3 separate regions of the Gossypium hirsutum genome follow, and regions 1 and 2 are each linked to region 3. A link is a contact called in public Hi-C data. All regions are on one chromosome and are shown on one strand. The core of a region is the stretch at or near the end of the contact, and the rest is flanking DNA. Distances in the headings are between cores, read along the strand shown.

Region 1 (4,557 bases), core at 1,040-3,539, 200 kb after region 3:
AACTAGAGTACTTTTTTGAAAAAAATTAAAAATTATATACATATTAAGGGTAATTATTAAGAAAATTGAGCGGTAGAGTTTATAATTTCATAAATTAGTTAGGAAGTTGTGATATGTCTTTAATTAGTATTTTAAAAAATAAAAATATGTAGATAACATGTATCACGATTTTTTAATTTTATTTGTGAAGTTAAAAATTTTATTGTCTAGTATATCTAAATATAGTTAATTTTTAAAGTGTTATGTGATAAGTGAATTTTAATTTCGTGCAATTATACCTATAAAATTTTGATTCTAATTCATCTATAGACATAAAATTTTAATTTTAATTTTGTCGTATACATTTAAATGTAAATAAATGAAATTAATTTCATTGTGAATAAATATGATGATATATGTATTTTATACGAAAATGTAAAATAGAACTATATTTATAAGGAACTTTTCAACTCAAACCATTATTCCAAATAAAAAAATGGTAAACAAAGAATTTTTTAAATCAAAATTTGATTTTAAATTTAGATTTTATTTATGTTAAAAAGGTGATTTTTTTAGGTTTTTTTTTTTGAAAAAGTGTTTTCCAATAAAACCATTTTTTTATCTCCTATTAAACATTCTACTTTACAATTTCATATTTAAAATGAATACGTTATCTTCTCAAAAATACTTTTTGATCATAATGATAAATGCTATTAAATTTTTTAAATGCCATTTTCAGTGTACTAACCCTAAATGTATTGGTGGTTTAAACTTGAAAAAATGTATTTTATATAGTTTAAACTTGTATAGTAACCCTATCAAGTAGTGGTTTGCTGAATCGGAAGAACAAATTATTGTTTAAATAGTTCTTAAAACAATTACACAGGCTAGTTGATGATATGGATTCCTATGTTGAGTCACTTCCATTAGCAGGTTCCAAAGATTTGAGGTTCGTTGGTTTATTTAGTGTTGATGGTTGTGCATGGAACAGAGACTTGGTTGAAGGGATTTTTTGTTTTTTTGGATTTGTCTTATTTTGCCTGTCATTTCTTCAAAGAAAAATATTTCCTAGACGGGTCTTTTCTTGATGCTTCTGAGAGTGGTAATCTCTCATTTGTGTGGTAAAGCATTTTGGCATCGAAACAAGTGATTTCTCACGTCATGCGGTGGCAAGTTGGGAATGGTTGCGATATAGTTATATTCCATGATCCATGGCTAGTTGATGATATGGATTCCTATGTTGAGTCACTTCCATTAGCAGGTTCCAAAGATTTGAGGTTCGTTGGTTTATTGAGAGTTGATGATTGTGCATGGAACAGAGACTTGGTTGAAGGGATTTTGGCTCCACATGACGCACTACGTACGTTCTTAGCATACCAGTTAGTTACACTCCGACGATGGATCAACTAGTTTGGCAGTTTAGTACGAATAGAAGGTATAGTGTGAGGTTGGCATACCGAGTTGCAATTAACATGCGATTGGATCAGGCTTTATTTGATGAGAACATTGTTTGGGCTAAGTTATGGCATTGTAAACTCCCGTTGAAGGTAAAGGATTTTGTTTGGTGTTGTATTTGGCACTTTTTATCGACTCGGATTCGCTTGAATGAGAAGGGTTCCCCGTTGTCCCCCTCGTGTAGCCGTTATGGTAAGGCAGAGTGTATGGATCATGTTTTACTGTATTGTCCGTATGCGCAAGCTGTTTTGAGTGCTACTAGTTTTTCTTTTGGTCAAACGACGGTTGCTAAGTTATGTAGTAGACTTTCTGATTCGGTAGCTTCTGAACAAATTACATTGTGTGTTGGTGTTGTTTTGGATTGTATGGTCCGACCGTAATTATTTGGTTTGGAAAGGGAAGGATGTTGGAATGGCCTCGATTGTTCGAGCTGCTGATGATTTCCGACTTTGTTGGCTTCAGTCGTTGGGAGTGTTTGTTGTGACTAGTGAAGGTGGTGATCGGGCAGGAGTGTCGCGAGTTGGGGGAAGGGCTGGTTGGGAACCTTTGACTGTTGGCATGCTAAAGTGCAATGTGGATTTTGCCTGGTTCGAATAAGATAGGGTGACGAGGTAGTTCGAGATTGTATGAGCTATGTGCTTAAAAGTTTGGATTTTTTTTCTCTGATGTTTATGTTCCTCAAAAGAAAATTTGAAATAATATAAATTAGAATAATGTAAAAATTAGAAAAAGAAAAATAACTTGAAATTTTTTATTTTTCTTTTACAAGTCAAAATGGCCAGTTGAGGCCCCACTAGCCATTCTCGGGTATTAGGCGCCGCAAGTGCAACCTCCTAAAATGTTGGTCCACTACTGATTATTCCGTAACAGCGAATATGGCTTACACGTACTTAATTGGGCCACATTGCTTGCGTCCATGGACCGTGGCCACAAAATAACTCCATTTGTTTATTAACTAAATAAATAATTACTCACAAACAAATTTAGATCCAGACAATCACTGGGCACTGCCTAATGGTCGCAAACGGACTTGATTGGGTAGGTTTTGATTAGACTATTTTTTAATTAATTATTTTAGGTTAATGTTTTTTTTGCATTCATATTATTTGGAGAATTTGATGGTGTAGGATTTATTAAATTCAGATTTAGGTATTTTTGGATTGAAATAATTTTAGATAATTTCACTCTTTAAGTTATTTTGAATATAAATTATTTTAAATTCGAATCACTTTAAATTTTGATGAATTTAAATGAATTTAGATAATTTTATATTTTCATAAATTAAAAATATTTGTCGAGAATAATTGATATGATCCTAAAAGTATTTAAGTTTTAGGCTGTGAAATTGTGCCATCTCATCAATTTTCAATATCATTTATGTTTAATATCTTTTTCAATTCAATTTAGCTTTAATTAACATATTTAAAAAATAAATAATTGTTTGGCCTGAAAATATCAAGAGGGTGAATTGATTTTTTTAAAAATTTTATAAAATCTTCAAAAATGAAAAAGAAAAAGAAAAAATGTTGCACAAATTATTTATAGTTGTTCAGCCCGAATTCTCTTCCTCTACTACCTTAATTTTTTGTCATGTTTGGTTTATTGAAATGGAATAGAGTTATAATGTAATGAAGTTGTAATGGAATAGAACTATAATAAAATAAAATTATAATTAGTAATTTAATTGTTTGATTGAATGGAATGAAATATAACTGTAATAGTGTTATTGCATTTGATTGAATAGAACAAATATTGTAATAGCACAAAGGAAAAAATTGAAATGACCGGAGTACCCTTAACAGAATTTTTTTAAGTTGATAATAATTATTATTGTTATATTAAACTTTAATAGGATTCTTATTAAATATAATTTAATAATATTTTTAATATAAATATTTTTATATTAAATTATAATAAAATATTTAAAATATTTTATTTTTATATTTTCTAAAATTTGGAAATAATATTTTATATTAAATTTTTTATTTTTTATATTAAATTATATTAAAAGATTTTTTTTTTATTTCCCTCATCTTTGTTGGTCCTCTCTCTCTCCCCCATTTCATCGTATCTTTCTCTCCAACAAACCACCGTCCTCGTTGTTGCCTTTCGTCACCGTCAACCACCAACATGAATTTACCTAAATTTTACCAAGGGTTTTTCTTGATCTCCTCTTTCATATTTTCCATTTTGATTTTCCTAAAAACCTTCAAAAAGTTTAGATCTATAAAGCTTTTGCATCAAAATTGCCTTTTTTTTGTTTTTTTTTTTTGTTTTAGTTATTTTGTTTACTAACATTGTTAAAGAGTACTACTATGAAAATACAAATATTGTTAAATAAATAGTACCAACATAATCCAACCATCATCTCAGCATCTAAATAACATAACAAACCATGATCAACTTTCAAGAGTCCAATTACAGTAGAAAACTCATTTACACATATACAAAAAGTGACAATATTAATATGATATACTTCATGTCAATATATCATCCTGTAATTACATACAAAAAAGTTATATTACTCCACCACCACACCCATTTACCCATACAAAAAGTTAATATATCATCTTGCTTTTCTTCCCTTTTGTCACCTTACTCCAAAGATCCAAACTAAAGCATTGAAAGGTGAAAGGTAACAAAATTGTTTATACATTAGCAGCCTCACTTGAAATGTAGTTGAAACACCCATCATCTTCTTGAGTAAATGAATACATGTTTGAGTGTGAATGACAACTTGATGATCTCCTCCTATTAGAAGATCCAATCCCTGTAACAAGCTAAATTCAGAAGCAGGTATGTATTCAATACAAACTATCGCGGAAAAGATGCTATACTGTTGATTGGTATCAAGTGCCTGCTTCAGCTTGTAACCAAGGTGGATTGATAAGGTACTCAGCAAGGCAAGGTGAAAAAGCATTAAGAAATTCGTAAGTTTTACAAAGGCAACCTATCTTCACAAGAAACAAAAGGGTCTAATAAATTGAAAGTGAACCAACTACACTAATGAAAAAACAATAGTTAAATTGCATGATTTCAATTATGAGAGAAATTTGAATAAGAAGAAATGCAATTAAGTTGTTCAATTAACAAAGAGCAGGTTTAGCCTATCTAAGAAGAAAT
Region 2 (3,947 bases), core at 1,023-3,522, 160 kb after region 3:
GGAGTATAACATAGTTTTCTTTTCCAAAACAATTACTGTTTTTCAAAATATCACGTTTCTGTAAAACTTTAAACTAAGCTTCCGTAGTAAATAAAGTTTTAAAGGTAATAATGTTTTGCAAGAGAATGACTTTTAATAAACCAATAGAAACTAAGGTTTTCACAAAGTTTTAAAATGGCCAGAGGTTCTAAATAGCAAGAAGGGTTTTCAATAAGAACATGGTTTTCAAAAAACACTTTAATGTGACATGCTAGATTTCGGTCATAGCGTCTAGGTCAAGTTTGGGGTGTTATAGAAGATCAACTAATCCAGAACGATATCTAGGACTTCCTTATACGGTAGGTAGAAGAAAAAGATCATCTTTTAAAAATTTGAAGGATAGATTTAACCAACGAGTTAACAACTGGAGTATAAGATATCTCTCCCAAGGAGGGAAGAAAGTTTTTATAAAAGTTATACTCCAGTCTATCCTAACTTATGCAATGTTTTGCTTTCTACTTCCTAAGGCTCTGTGCTGATTTGAAGGGTATAATAGCCAAATTTTGGTGGGAAAAGGGTCGAAATAGAAAAGGTATTCATTGGTGCGCTTGGAAAGATCTATGCTTATTAAAAGAAGATGGTGGCTTGGGTTTTCGAGATCTTGCAAAGTTTAATGTTGCGTTATTAGCAAAGCAGGGGTGGCGTCTTGTTAATTACCCAAATTCACTATTAGCCCGCGTTTTGAAGTCAAAATATTAACCTAATTCAAATTTCTACAAAGCTCGGTTAGGAAACTTACCTTCACTCACTTGGAAGAGTGTTTGGTCCGCGAGAGGGCTGCTGGAAACTGGTTTATGTTGGAGGGTTGGGATAGGTTATCAAATATCCATTTGGGACGATTTGTGGATATCAGGAAACGAAGAAGATAAGAGTTCCGAACCGTGACAACAATGAAGATATTAAGTTAGTTTCGGATTTAATAGAGGTCAATAATAGAAGCTGGAAAAAAAAGGCCGTCAGAAATACCTTTCGAATGCATATAGCGGAAAAAATCTTACAGATTCCACTAGTAGAGGCAGCGCACGAGGATTTTCAAGTATGGAGAGGGGAGTTGACAGGGGAGTTCTCTGTTAGGAATGCCTATAAACTATTACATGAGACTAACTTGGATCCTAATACTTTTAATTTACATGCCAAAAATGAAAACTTCTATAGGAAACTATAGAAATTATACATCCTATCAAAAATCCAAATTACAGTATGGAGACTCTCATGGAACTTCTTTCTGTCCCTTGTCAATCTCAGGCTCAACAGGGTTGTGGTGAAAGCTCAATGCCCTAGGTGCCGCCAAGAAGAGGAAAACAGCATCCATATTTTTCAACAGTGCCCTACATCAGTTGAGGCCTGGGAACAGTTAAGCTTAACATGGGTATTAAGCCATAATAATCTTAGTATGTGGGAATGGCTTACCTGGATCTTTGGTCAAGGGAATACTGAACAGATTCGGGTTGTTTGTTGTTGACTCTGGTTGAGCAGAAACCAACTATTATATGAAAGAAGATACATGTCAGGAACTGAAATAGCAAGGCAAACTCGAAACTATATTGCAGAGTTGGATGCAATAAAAGAGAGAAAACTTACTCTTCAATCTACTAGAAATACCCAATACGTATGTAGAGGAAGGGTCGCAATCCATTTTGACGCAGCATTCTACCGACAATCGTCCAGATCGGCTACGGTTTTGCTCGTACGAAATGAAGAGGGGGAGATCCTTGCATCACAGGCAGTCATACACTCCGAGATATCAACTTCGTTCATGGCAGAAGCATATGCAAGGTTACAAGCAGTCAACTTAGGGATTTTTATGGGATTAAATAAAATCGAAATAGTGGGAGACTCAAAAACTGTCATCAAGAAATGCCAAAATACTGGTACAGATAAATCGGTCATTGGAGCCATCGTAAGGGATATACAAAGCAGAAAAGACAGATTCCAGGAGATCGAGTTTCATTTTGTCCCTAAACCAAAGAATGTCGATGCTCATGTTATTACATAGGAGGCACTAAAAAAAAGAGAGTTTTTACCTGCTAGGAGGAATCCCAGAATCAGCTCGTGAAGTGCTGGAGAACTTGTGGCCAGAACCTCCGGACTAAGTGAAAGGAGAAATGAATGGTTGGGAAACAAAATGTAGTAGAAAAGAATTCATTTCAAATTTTGAAAGCCTGCTATCATTAATGGCTGGTTTGATTGATGTGAAAAGACGAAAGATATTGGTATCTAGCTATTAGATTTGGCTGGTATAGGATAAGACTTTATTTTGTTTTAATTTAGTTGCATTTGGACGAGATGGGCTAGTTATGTTAATTCTTTCTAGGCCCAATTTCTTAGTAGATTTTGGTTTTTTCTTTCATTCTTTTGTATTTATTTTTTCTGAACCTTAGCCCAAACTCTGTTTTATGCATTTTATTTATATTAATAAATCCAGTCACATCATCCATTCAAAAAAAAAAGGTTCCATAGTCAACACGAGATTTTTTTTTCATAGACCATATCTTAAGATGAGAACAGAAATATCGTATGGAAGAAAAAAAAAGCATTGTTTTAATCACCATGGAACCTTTAACGTTACGTATGCCCTAAAAGGCAATATTAACTTAACAAAAAGCATAGCATGCCATGATAGTGTTGCCATTTACAAAGATCCTCTCACTGAATCTTAAAGAATTTCATTCCATCCATTTCTACTTGGATTTCTTATTTTTAGATCCATTCCATTTCAATTTCTTCAATATAATTAATATGTTTTCAATTTTCCCCCTTATCCACTTAAAACTAAGGAAAGCATATAAGCAATTTTCTTTTTCTTTTTCTTTTTTGGGTAAAACAGAGCATGTCGAAACCTTTTTTTTTTTTTGAAAAACGGAGTCGACTTGATTTCTAAAACGAAAACAAACATGGGAGTCGCCATCAATCCTTTTTGATAAGGTGTGATCGGGTCACCTCATGAAAGTGGTTGTTTTAATAAATGGTTTGATTTATTTAAACAACGATTTTGGTCTACGAAATTCAAAAAGATAGGTTCGGGAGTCGATCACGCACGAGGAAGAATTAGCACCATCGTAACACCCAAAATTGGTACACAGTTGATTAATTAATGTCTTAGTGTCGAAAATTGAGAACTTTGAAGAAAAATACGATCTATCGTTAAATTATTGCTTAATTAAAATTTTTTTGAGAAAAATGGCATATTTCACGTTAATCGAGCAAAAGAATTATGTCCCGTAAGCTAGGACACAATCTCTTAAATTCCCTATACGCGAATAAACGCCGAAAATTTTATTTATTTTGAAAGATATTTGATTATCTCAGTTTCAGAAAGAAATCATATTTCGTAAGTTAGAACACGATTTTTTTCATAATTCTCGAGATCATTTAAAATTTTATGCTTTAAAAACATTCGTATTTTCGGATTTATCGAGAAAATCAAAACCCCATAAGTTAGGGAACGACTTTTCGAATCTTGAATTTTTATATATCGAGCAAGGATTATTGTAACACGATTTTTGTAGTAAAAATGTGAAAACGAATCACGGTGTTAACATGCGTAACAACATAATAATAGATGCAATAATATGAGCGAAAATAATAAAGTGAAAATAAATGACAATAAAGTAAATGAATAAATGAAAAGCAAGCTAATTGTAAAATAAAATAAAAATAAAACAAAAAAAGTAAAAATAAAATAAAATAAAATATTAAATAAAACAAAATAAGAAATAATAATAATAATAAAGAATAATAATAATTTAATAATAGTAATAATAATAAGCATGATAATAATAATAATAATATTAATAATAAGAATAATGATAATAGTAATAAAAATAAAAATAATAGTAATAATAATGGTAATAATAAATAGTAATGATAATATATTAATAAGAATAACAATAAGGTGTTAATAATAA
Region 3 (4,292 bases), core at 399-2,898:
CGGAAAGTTTTTTCAAAGAAAATTGAGAGGTGGTGGGAGCGGATATTATAAAGTTGTGCCATGAGGTTTTAAGTGGAAATAGAACTATGGATAGTCTCAATGAGACGATTATTGTTCTTATTCCAAAAATTAAAGAGCCTATCGACATTACTAATTTTCGGCCCATAAGTCTTTGCAGGTTATTTACAAAATCATTGCAAAAGTTCTAGCAAATCGTTTGAAATATATTCTTTCTAATTGCATAAGCCAAAACTAAATTGCCTTTGTTTCCGGAGAAATGATCCATGATAACACCTTGATCGCCCATGAGTTGGTTCATTATCTTCGAAGTGAAAAGAACGGGCCCAATAAAGGCTTTGTGATTAAGCTAAAAATGAACAAAGCGTACGATCGGGTTGAGTGAAATTTTATTGAAGAGATCATGAAAAGAATGGGCTACACGGATGTTTGGGTGGATCAAATTATGAGATATGTTTGTTCGGTCCGTTACGTTATCAAGTGCAACTCAATCCTTTAAGAGACTATTGTGCTGGAAATGGGTCTTAAACAGGGGATCCTCTCTCTCCCTCCCATTTTCTTTTTTGCATGGAATCTTTATTTAAATTGTTAATTCAAGCCCAAAACAACAATATGATAAAGGGAATTTGGGCTAGCATTAATGGTCCTAGAATTAATCACCTATTTTTTGCCGATGATGCACTTCTTTTTACCCGAAATAGAAAAAGGATGTGGAGGAAATTGTTAAAATTATAACAAATTTTACCAGAGTGTCGGGCCAAGAGATTAACAAAGATAAACCCATGATTATGTTTAGCTCGAAAACACCTTTACCTCAAAGGCAATTTTTTTGCTCTATGCTCGGGATGCGTATGGCTGACAATCTTTATAGCTATCTAGGGTTACCTTTACCTATTAGTAAAAAAAAGTCAATTGCTTTTACTAATATTACTAATCGTTGTGCTTGCAGGATAAATAGTTGGTCGAAACGACTTCTTTCTTATGGAGGGAAAGAGATTTTCATTAATGTTATTATTCAGTCTATTTCGACATGCGTTTTCTTTTTTTCTTGCTCCTAAAGGTATCATTGATGATCTACAATCGAAAATGAGTCGTATGTGGTGGACGAGCAATGAGAAGACTCGTGGTTGGGCTATGATGGCATGGGATAGTTTGTGTCACCCAAAAGGGATGGGTGGTACTGGCTTTCGGGATATGCAATTGTTCAATTTGGCTCTCCTCGACAGACAAGTGTGGAGACTTATGCATTTCAAGGGCACTTTATGTTTCAGGGTGCTTAATGCTAAATACTTCCCTGAGGGGGACGTTCTTCGGCCTAAATATGGTGACAAACCGTATTATACTTGGTCCAATATAGCAAGGGCGGCCGAAGCTCTTAAGGAAGGTTTTTTGTGGCTTATTGGGGACGGCAACACGATTGATATTCGAAGGGATCAATTGGGTTTTGAGGTCCTTAATAGGGACTCTGTTTATCGGTCATTGTTGACTAATGATGAAAGAAAAGTTAGTGACTTGTGGGACCATAACCGCAGGTGTTGGAAAAGGGAAAGGATGATTGAATTGTATGGTAACACAATGGGGGATCAAATATGCACTTTACCTATTATTCATAATGGCGATAAAGACAGCAGAACGTGGAATCAAAACCCCCATGGGTTCTACACGTCAAAGTCGGCTTACTCTTGGTTATGTCTAAAGAGAATAGGGTTTGATCCTTACAGATTTTTTTGGAGAATAATTTGGAAACTAAATATGCTCCCCAAGATCAAAGTGTTTAGTTGAAGAATCGGTCACAATATCCTGCCCATGTATGACAATATTGCTCAAATTCATCATAACTTCTAAAATGTCTGTCCAAGATCCAAGAACAGAGAGGAGACGTTAATCCATGCTATGGAAGACTGCCCCATGACGCGTGAGATTCTTACCCTTGGTGGCTTAAATAACAAGTTGCTTGATGGGAGCTACGAGCGCTGTATCGATTGGTTGGAAGATGTCCTCCGTAAGCTGGACGCTAAAGCTGCTGTTGATTTTTTTACCCTCCTATGGAACTGCTGGAATAACAGAAATAAGATGGTGTTCCATGGTAAAGAAGATGTTGTTTTGGTGGTGTGGGAAAGGGCGAAGACCCTTAGCAACGATTTCAGAATTTTCAACCCGGCTGATCCCCATGTTTTTCTCTAATACCGGTGGTAAAATTTGGATAAAACCTCCTAACAACTATGTAAAAATAAACTTTGACCGGTTTCGAACGGCAGTGTGGGGTATGGAGCCATTGCTAGAGATTCGGATGGTTTCGTTCTCGGGGGCTGTTATGGTTTTGTCTATAAGCTTCTGGATGCGAACTGGGCTGAAATGGAAGCTTTGGTTGAAAGTTTGAAGTTGGCATCTACTTTAAATGTGTTGAAAATTATCTCTTGAGTTTGACAGCGCAAATTTAGTCAACAGAGTCAACAAGAGAGACAAGGATATGACTATATTAGGATGCTGTGCGAAGAAGGCGTGCATGGCCTTTAAGAATTTTGGCTTGGTCCAAATTAACTGGATCAACCGTAGTAGCAACAATATGGCAAATTTATTATGTAATTTGGCTATTAAAAAGAGATGTAATTTGTCTTTTAAAATGGATTATCCTTTGGAAATCCATAACATTGTAATTCAAGATGCAAAGTTTTATAAAAAAATAATAATAAAGCTTAAGAGGAAAAGAAAGTAGTTTGTTTAAAGATAGATATTAAAAATAAGGAATAAGTGAACTAACATACTAAGTAAACATTAAGGTGCAATCACATAGAATTTGCATTAGTGATGTTCTCCTTGAAGTAATGCAACTTTTCCTATAAACATTGAATTTTTGTTTTTGGTGCCCAATTTCTTTTGGGTTCATAAGCATCAGTTTCCAAGATTCTAGTCCCTTTAGGTATCCATTTAGAAAGGATATCATTATCTTTAGTAGTTATGAATCTTTTAGGACCCATATATTTTAAACAATTTTTCCTTTGTAAAAATTTGGAGGACCTCTATGTTTGTAGAAATTAAATCTAGTTTTAACAAAGTTTTGTTTTGAACTTTCTCCATTTTCAAAAACTTTATTAGAGTGAGTTTTTTCACTTTTAAACAACTAAAGTTGATTTTAATGATCCTCGTGAACTTTAGAACGTAAATTATGCAAGTCACAATTTTTTTCTCAATATCATTTATAATAACTTGCATATAATTTACTTTACTTTCAAGTTCATGATTGACTTTGGACTGTGAACTATTTTCATCTTTTAGTTTTGAAATAGTTTCCTTTATTTGGAAATCATTAATTCAAACTCCAAGCCTAATTTATCATGGGCATATTGCAGCTCATCAAAAAAATAAGAATTTGAAGTAGATGAGTTAGAAGTTACCTTAGAATCATTGATGGCCGTAAGACATAGGTTGGCTACTTCTTGATCTTCATCATCGGAGGAATCCTCATCACTCAAAGTAGCCACATTAGCTTTAATCTTTTGTTTTCTTGATCCCTTCTTCTTCCATTAAGGACAATCAAACCTGATGTGTCCCAGTTTCTTGCACTAATAGCAAATAATGAGATCTTTCTCCTTGGTAGTGTAACACCCCTTACCTGTAACACCTCTCACCCGTATCTAACGTCGGGACAGGGTTCGAGGCGTTAACGGACTTAAACATTCACAACAACACATAACATATTACCAACCATGCATGGCAAACAAGCATATGCACATCACCAATATCAGACATAACATGAATAGCTAGATTTATAAGTCAGAATTATTAACTCACTAAAGACCAATTATAATAGCACGTGTTATAAAAACTAGGTCCCTATACATGCCACTCACTTGATAATTCTAGCATATGTGTTTATACTGTCAAGGTGTTGGCTTGATAGTGTGATGTTGCCTCCGATGATCTCCAACCCCGAGTTAACCTGACAACACTAAAAGAAATAGAAAAGAGGGAGTAAGCTTTACGCTTAAAGCTCGCATGAAAATAATAAGCAATTTACTAACATGCTTTCTATAGTAAAACTAACCGAATTGTACATTTACACATGTTCTAGTTAAGTTGCTTTCTTGATTCATAGCCACTAAATCATTTATATCTGGAGTTAGGGAACTCCAAATTAAGATCCGTAAATTTTCCCAGAAACTAGACTCATATATCTTTCCACCATAAAATTTTCAGAATTTTTGGTCAGCTAATAAGTACAGTTTATTATTCAAAGTCTCCCCTATTTCGCTGTTAGACAGCTTCAACCTTTC

Evidence for each region. Hi-C and Micro-C count contacts between places; a contact is called where the count stands out from the background.
Region 1: a contact with region 3 is called in a Hi-C map of leaf, with 2.7 times the contacts expected there. The contact joins two enhancer-like sites. A contact is called at or near these places in 13 of 34 Hi-C or Micro-C datasets (anther, callus, hypocotyl and 2 more).
Region 2: a contact with region 3 is called in a Hi-C map of leaf, with 1.8 times the contacts expected there. The contact joins two enhancer-like sites. A contact is called at or near these places in 17 of 34 Hi-C or Micro-C datasets (anther, callus, cotyledon and 4 more).

What each region holds. Positions count from the first base shown.
Region 1 is chrA09:51,667,337-51,671,893 of Gossypium_hirsutum_v2.1, forward strand. It overlaps LOC107888869 (a long non-coding RNA gene), which reads right to left. Exons shown (of 2, transcript XR_001681528.2): 2 at 3,831-4,557. Among protein-coding and RNA genes, the nearest start is that of LOC107888869, 4.1 kb to the right of the region's middle. Within about 2 kb of position 2,290, at least 3 of the 9 cell types and tissues checked have an H3K27ac peak or open chromatin away from gene starts, as enhancers often do. A contact at or near this core is called in leaf, where this site is marked.
Region 2 is chrA09:51,631,184-51,635,130 of Gossypium_hirsutum_v2.1, forward strand. No RefSeq gene overlaps it. Among protein-coding and RNA genes, the nearest start is that of LOC121206789, 24 kb to the left of the region's middle. Within about 2 kb of position 2,273, at least 9 of the 9 cell types and tissues checked have an H3K27ac peak or open chromatin away from gene starts, as enhancers often do. A contact at or near this core is called in fibers and leaf, where this site is marked.
Region 3 is chrA09:51,470,228-51,474,519 of Gossypium_hirsutum_v2.1, forward strand. No RefSeq gene overlaps it. Among protein-coding and RNA genes, the nearest start is that of LOC107888871, 17 kb to the right of the region's middle. Within about 2 kb of position 1,649, at least 4 of the 9 cell types and tissues checked have an H3K27ac peak or open chromatin away from gene starts, as enhancers often do. A contact at or near this core is called in fibers and leaf, where this site is marked.